Regions from separate parts of the Sander lucioperca genome. Here region 1 is linked to region 2. The links are chromatin contacts, called in public Hi-C maps. All regions are on one chromosome and are shown on one strand. The core of a region is the stretch at or near the end of the contact, and the rest is flanking DNA. Distances in the headings are between cores, read along the strand shown. Region 1 holds the start of fam3c (protein FAM3C). Region 2 holds the start of LOC118494026 (extracellular matrix protein 2).

Region 1 (3,354 bases), core at 313-2,812, 130 kb before region 2:
ACCATTTTAATGTTTTTGCTTAAAAAAGGTTGGTGTTTAGTGAATCTATCACTGCCGGCGCTGTATTGTACCTCTTTCTATAGACTTTTTTTTCTACCAAAACTGTTTTGCGGTGGTCAGGGGGTACTTGGCTTAAAAAGGCTGTTCAGAGCGGGTACAATATTGAAAAAAGTTTGAGAACCACTGTAATAGGGTATATATGTATTATAAACATCTCTAACAAACTGTCCATGAGAGGACACTGGGGGCGCTGTAACGTCTTCCATCTGTTTCGTGAACAGAGAAGAAGAAAAAGGAGGAAGTCGGTGTAACAACAAAGATCAGTCATTAACAGGATGTCTCACTCGTATAAAACCTGCCCACTCTTGCAGAGTGAAAGAAAAATGCAGCGAGATGGCTTATAACCTAGGCCTAGGCTACATGCAATATTAGGCCACCGAGACTACTATTTATTCCATTCTTATATCAAAACCATGATTTTCAAAAGACCAAGCAGAAGTAAAACTATTGCTAAACGATTACCTAATGTTGAATTTGCGAGACTTTGATCTTGATTTCCCATGTTGGGCTGTTGCAATTTTGCAATTATCAAATCTCACATGTTAATTTACAATGTGGATAAAATACTTTTGAATGTGCTTTACACATAAAGGGATCATTGCTTTAAGAACCAAATAAGTATAATTCACCATATACAGAGAACTAGGCTACACTTCAAAATTCTAAATATATAAGCCTATCAATTCAAGAGATACTAAATAAAAAGAAAGTTCATCGTATGTATTTGTCAAAAAAATGTGGTCATGTTTTTATAATTGGCTTCTTCATTCAGAATAATGTTGGGGGTGTGAGCCCCGTTCTATACTTCCCCTCATCTCTTATCATACTTTCTTTCTTGGGCCCCCCCTCTTTTCTCCAGCACAGGGAGTGTTATCTTCACACGACACACACCAGGGTCGAGGCCACTGTGCTGTGTCTCGTCTTCATTTGCTCTCACGCGAAGCGGTACATTCTGCTCCTGTTTCACTTGTTATTATTACTCAATGTACTTTGCTCGAGGCCACTGTGACCCTAACTATCTTATGGCTTAAGCTAAATAAGTAGGCTATACACCAAAACACACTTGGTCTCTTATGGAAACCTTTTACATTCTTATTATATTTACCTGCAAATAGTAAGAACATTATTCTACAATAAATACATTCAAAAATATTCAACATGGATTGATTGTGGAGAACAAAGAAACTAATACTTTTATTGGTGGCATATTATGCAAGTGCAACAACAAATACTCTAACTAACAACACTAACTTTAAAAAATGAATGAAATAACCTCTAATCTAAATTTAGACTTGTACATGTGTTGTTTTCGTTTATTTTTGCTCTATTATAATTGTATTAATGATCTGGTCATCGTGAACTTGATATTTCATGTCAAGATTTGATTAGATTTTTAAACGACGTTTTCATAACTTGCTCTTCTGCTTTGTGGCTACTAAAAAACACAATAACTAAATCCCACTGTACAGATCTGCCTGCTTGTTCGTCTTTGTTTTTTTCGACGGAGTGGAGCATCCTGCCGTCTCTTCGCCCTCTAACCATCTCAGTTCAGCTGTCATTACACGAATGTTGTCAGTTTAGGGTTTCGGTAGTCAGACCGAGGGTTTCGTGGTTACCGTGGCAATTGAACAGGTAATGTTAAGCAAGGTGTGAGCATTCATCTAAAATATACTTTTTAACGCTACTTCCAAATTAATATTACAATTGAATTCCCATTTGGGTTATTTCGGTGTCAGATAGCACACGTAGGCAGAGATGAGGAAGTTATACAGCAGAAGAATCATCGTAACGTAGGTTTCAACTTAAATAAAACCGTTCACGCTAGTTAGCTTTTCAAAATGTAGCTTCCACGCTATGTAACGTTACAGTATGAAACAGTCAACTAACGCTGAGAAAATGGATCATAACAACCTAGCTAGTGCATTGTAATTACTAATTCAAAGCTAAAGTGACTTCAAAATACGCAACTATCTTTCTGTGGCATTAGCATTATCTTATTTCGACTATTAGCAGCCAGCGTACCGTCGCCAGCTAAAGTTAACGTCACTCTATTGCTATGATGCACACACCCCTCTCTTTCTCCTGTAGACCGCGGAGTCACATCGTTAAAATTGACAAATTGTTTTAACACCACAGGTTGTTAGTTGTGGAAAAACTGGCTGGAGGCGAAGATGGTCAGGACTGGCGGTAAGTGTGTCCCTCTTTAAAATATATACAGTAGCTAACGTTATACACAATAATAACGTTATAACACTTAAAATATCCTAAATCCTATCTATCTTAGTATCTTATCTATTACTTTTTCAGGTGTTTTGAAGTTTGCAGCGCTCATCTTTGCATTCCTCCTAGCTGTCTTTCTGGCTTTTCAGCTGCTAGAGATCAACCTCGACTTCAAACTGAGCAGTGTGATTTGTGAGTAACATTTCGTGCAAGATCACAACGTCAGATATCGACCTAAGCAGCTGTACAAAGGGAGTGGTCGAGGATCAGTTGTAAAGGAACAATGTCACCTATTCAATCAGTTACTGTGAGAGATGTAGATTGTGTTGGCATTACAGGAACCAAATATGCTTCCTTTCTGCCTTAGAGTAAGGGTTGCAATACGTGTTTAGGGAAGGGATTTTACCCACAGAGCTGCATTTAAATGACTACCATTGATGTGCCTACGGGAACTCTTGTTAGACATCTTCTCTTTTCTGCTTTTCAGCAAGATCTATGCCAGTGAATGAAGTCTGTAAGTGTGCTTAAATTATTATTTCTTTTTTTTTTTTGCTTTGTCTTCTCAATGACTGATACCGTTGATACATGTTCTCCCTTTTTTCATTATCGTTCTATACCAGTTAACACAAGAATGGTAATAATTAGCATGTGTCACACAGACAATAGAAAAGAACTACACAGTTTAAGGTTTGTGTTTAGCTTAGTGCTCGTTATTTAGAGTGTAAATAGATTCCTTTTGGTAGAGTTCATGTTGCTTTTTGTTCTGTGTCTGCACCTGTTTGTGGATAGGCTTATGTAATCGGACCACTTGTTACCCGATATTGTGCTACCTGGTTCTTGTTGTGTAAATGGAGTTTTCTCTCTTCACAGCAGCAAAGCCAGTCAGGTACAAGTGTGGGCTGTCTAAGTCATGTCCACTTGGACACTTTGCCTTCAAGATGACGAGTGGAGCGGCCAGTGTGGTGGGGCCCAGAATCTGTCTGGAGGACAAATTGTAAGTTAAGTGACATCTTAAAGCGTAACTCCCGCCAAAATGCAACCTAGGGTCTTTTTGTGAATGTAGCCGAGTCAAAC
Region 2 (3,047 bases), core at 259-2,758:
ATAGATAGCACAGCTGAGAAGAAAAGAAAGCATGTGTTTGAAAACTATGACATCTGCGGTGTCATAAATTATATGCTTTTTGTTGGTATAAATGCATTTGGAAGACAGCATGAATAGCAAATCTAAGTAACTGAAGAGAAAAACACAAAACTGCTTAAATCTGATGAATGAAGATGGTTTCAGCTTCTCAAATTTGAGGATTTTCTGCTTTTCTTTATATAATTGTAAATTGCACATTCTTAGGGGGTTTACACTGTTCGCCAGACAAAATGATGTCTTAAATTATCAGTACCTTTTCCGTTAGGTTTACGGACATTTCTGTTAATCCAAAAATAGAAAATTCTGTAGATTTACAGTATATCCTCTGTGCCTTAACAGACATTTCTGTTAATCCAAAAATCTAAATATGGAAAAACACCTGTGAAAAATCATTACAGAAAATTCCTTCATATTAACACAGTATATTAGCTCGTATTTCTACAAACTTTTCTAACAGTGCAGTAGACCAGTCATAATAGACTAAATGTATTTTTTTCCCCCATTCCTTACATAAACCCAATAAAGCTTATTCAAAATCCCATTACACTTTAAGGAATAGAACATAACAAAACACAACCAAACCTTAACAAGAACCACATTTCTATAGCATAAGCAGTCCCCAGACTTCCTGACATACAGAAGAATATCAGCATATGGGTCAAAGGCCAAGCAGTTTCCAGGAGCTACTTGTCACCCCCATACAACCACTGGGATGTTAATGTCTCCCCACAGCGGAGCAAACAGTAGCCACTGTAAAAACCAACAGTCACCTCTGACCCCTCTTCCCCTAAAGTTGCCCTTCTTTCCCGCTATTGATCCTTCAGATTCCTCTGACGTTGAGGGTAAGTGTGAGAATCCTCTTCCAGATAAAGGCATTTTAGGAGTCATTAGCTGTGTGTGTGAAAACTCTCCATTACGGAGAGGGCCACTATCATTAAAGTCATATGTGTGCAGTTTAAAGGTTGCAACCATTTCTTCTGGATCCTCTCAGTCCGTACAGAGATGTCAGTGTAGAGTCAACTGGATAAATGCAGGAACTCAGCTTTGACACATAAGGAGGCTGCATACACGCCAGGTAAGCAACACTCATAAATCAAGCTTAATGTATTACGTGAAACTTTTCATATGTTTTAGTTTGGGCTGTATTCTAATGTCTTTTAACCCTTATTTTTTGTTGGACATTTGATTTACTTCCCACACACCCCATTGCTGTATATTTAAAGCTAATAATTGCAAAATCAATCTTTTTCTTCTTTTCCAATATGTAGGTAAGTAGTGAAGTGGTAACCCTTCCTTTGACTCAAACTGAGCTTGCACATTTGAGGAAGTTGACAAAAATACAGAGCTATGAAGCATTATAGCTATATTTCATGTTACAGTACGTAATTTGGGCTTTGTCCAATAATGTCCAACAACAGAACTCCAAATAGATTTGATGAATTGTATTTATTTATTTACAGCAGTGATCTTTGAGACTCCGAACAGAAGTAATGTACATTTTCTGTAGTGGAATTCTGAAACATTTCATCAATTCAAAATCATGTTTACAAGCAATTCTTTTTAGAAAAAGTCATGAAGTATCAAACTGATAAAAGTATGTTTTTTCAAGCTGATAGAGCGCCCAGGATCTCCAAGACCCCAAACAGAACATCATGGTTAAAAACCAGTGAAAGATAATAAAAATATTTAATGATTATTGATATGATTTATTCTCATCTCAAATCCACCCCCCGTGCCTTTCAACAGATACAATGGAAGTGCTCACACTGCTGCTTATGTTCCTCACAGTTTCTGGATATTCTCATGTTTTGCAACCCGGTAAGTATAACATTAGGCCAACGTACCATTTCCAGCATCCAACTAAATCTATTTTAGTAACCATTTTGAAGTGAAAAATGTAGTAATCTCTTACTTATTATCACAGTCCTAAAAACAGGTCATGTCGTAAACACTTCCATGCTAATTATGTTATGAGCCTTTCAAAGGGAATGCTAACTGTTGCAATGCTAACATGTTACTTGTTTGCAACTTGATTTTGGTTTAGAATTAAGAATAACAGATGTGAACTAAGTGGTTGCCCTCTTGTTTTGAACTGTAGGACTGACAGTCACCCAGATAGCTGGGCTGGACAGAGACCACCAGTCTGACATGAGGAGTGAGCAGCTGAGAGATGTTTCCATATCAGTGGAGGAGAAAGAAAACGCTGCAGAATCCACTGAGGGAAAGAAAACAGAGGAGGAACAGAGGAGGGAAGGATTGACTCAAACAAAAACAGAGGAATTCTCTGTTGCTGACATAGTGACAGATTTAGATACAGATAGAGAAGTGGGGAGGAGAGAACATGGACTCAATCTTGTCATAGAATCAGAGAAAACAGAGTCAAATGAGGAGACAGTAAAAGCAATCCTGACCGGCAACACAAAAACATGGGAGGCGATAAAAACAGATGACGAGACAGATGAGCAGTTTAAGAGCAAGCAAGAAATAGTGGAAGAGGAAAGAGAGAGCAAGCTGGTTGCAGGGATTAGTCTTCATAAAGGGACTAGAGGGGAAAACATGTTAACTGTAAATCAAGAAAATGTGGAAGAGAAAAGAGGAAATGAGGAAAGAGAGAAAATAGCCGAAGAGGGTGAGATGATAAAAAATGCAAACCACAGCGAATTAGTAAGAGAAAAGGAAGATCACAAGGTAGTTAGCGATCTCACACCTCCTTTAATCACATCCTCTACTATCACTCAGTCTCAAAGTCCTCCTGAGTTTCCTCATCCTGTTCATCATCATAATGTCCCTCCATCACCCACGCAGGTCTCCGCTCACCCTCCCACTCCTCACAACAAAGTCAGTCCTCACTTCTCTCCGTCTGTCACTCTTCCCAATCCCACAACAATCAATCCCATCTCAGTCTCAACAGGGCTTCCTGGCGAGGGGAGGTCCGTCTTGCTGCTTGAAGATCTCCTCACTGAGGTGTTGCAGAGTCCTGGACATCTTCTCAAGCAGGGTGAACTGGA

The links. Hi-C and Micro-C count contacts between places; a contact is called where the count stands out from the background.
Region 1: a contact with region 2 is called in a Hi-C map of liver, with 7 times the contacts expected there. The contact joins the promoter of fam3c here to the promoter of LOC118494026 in region 2. A contact is called at or near these places in 2 of 2 Hi-C or Micro-C datasets (liver and muscle).

What each region holds. Positions count from the first base shown.
Region 1 is chr20:8,510,419-8,513,772 of SLUC_FBN_1.2, reverse strand. It overlaps fam3c (protein FAM3C), which reads left to right and starts at 1,562. Exons shown (of 10, transcript XM_035996158.1): 1 at 1,562-1,696; 2 at 2,162-2,247; 3 at 2,368-2,472; 4 at 2,768-2,794; 5 at 3,151-3,274. The coding sequence starts at 2,232. LOC116060119 (a long non-coding RNA gene) reads right to left here and starts at 3,195. Exons shown (of 3, transcript XR_004107440.2): 1 at 3,096-3,195.
Region 2 is chr20:8,379,161-8,382,207 of SLUC_FBN_1.2, reverse strand. It overlaps LOC118494026 (extracellular matrix protein 2), which reads left to right and starts at 1,508. Exons shown (of 3, transcript XM_035996340.1): 1 at 1,508-1,857; 2 at 2,138-3,047. The coding sequence starts at 1,791.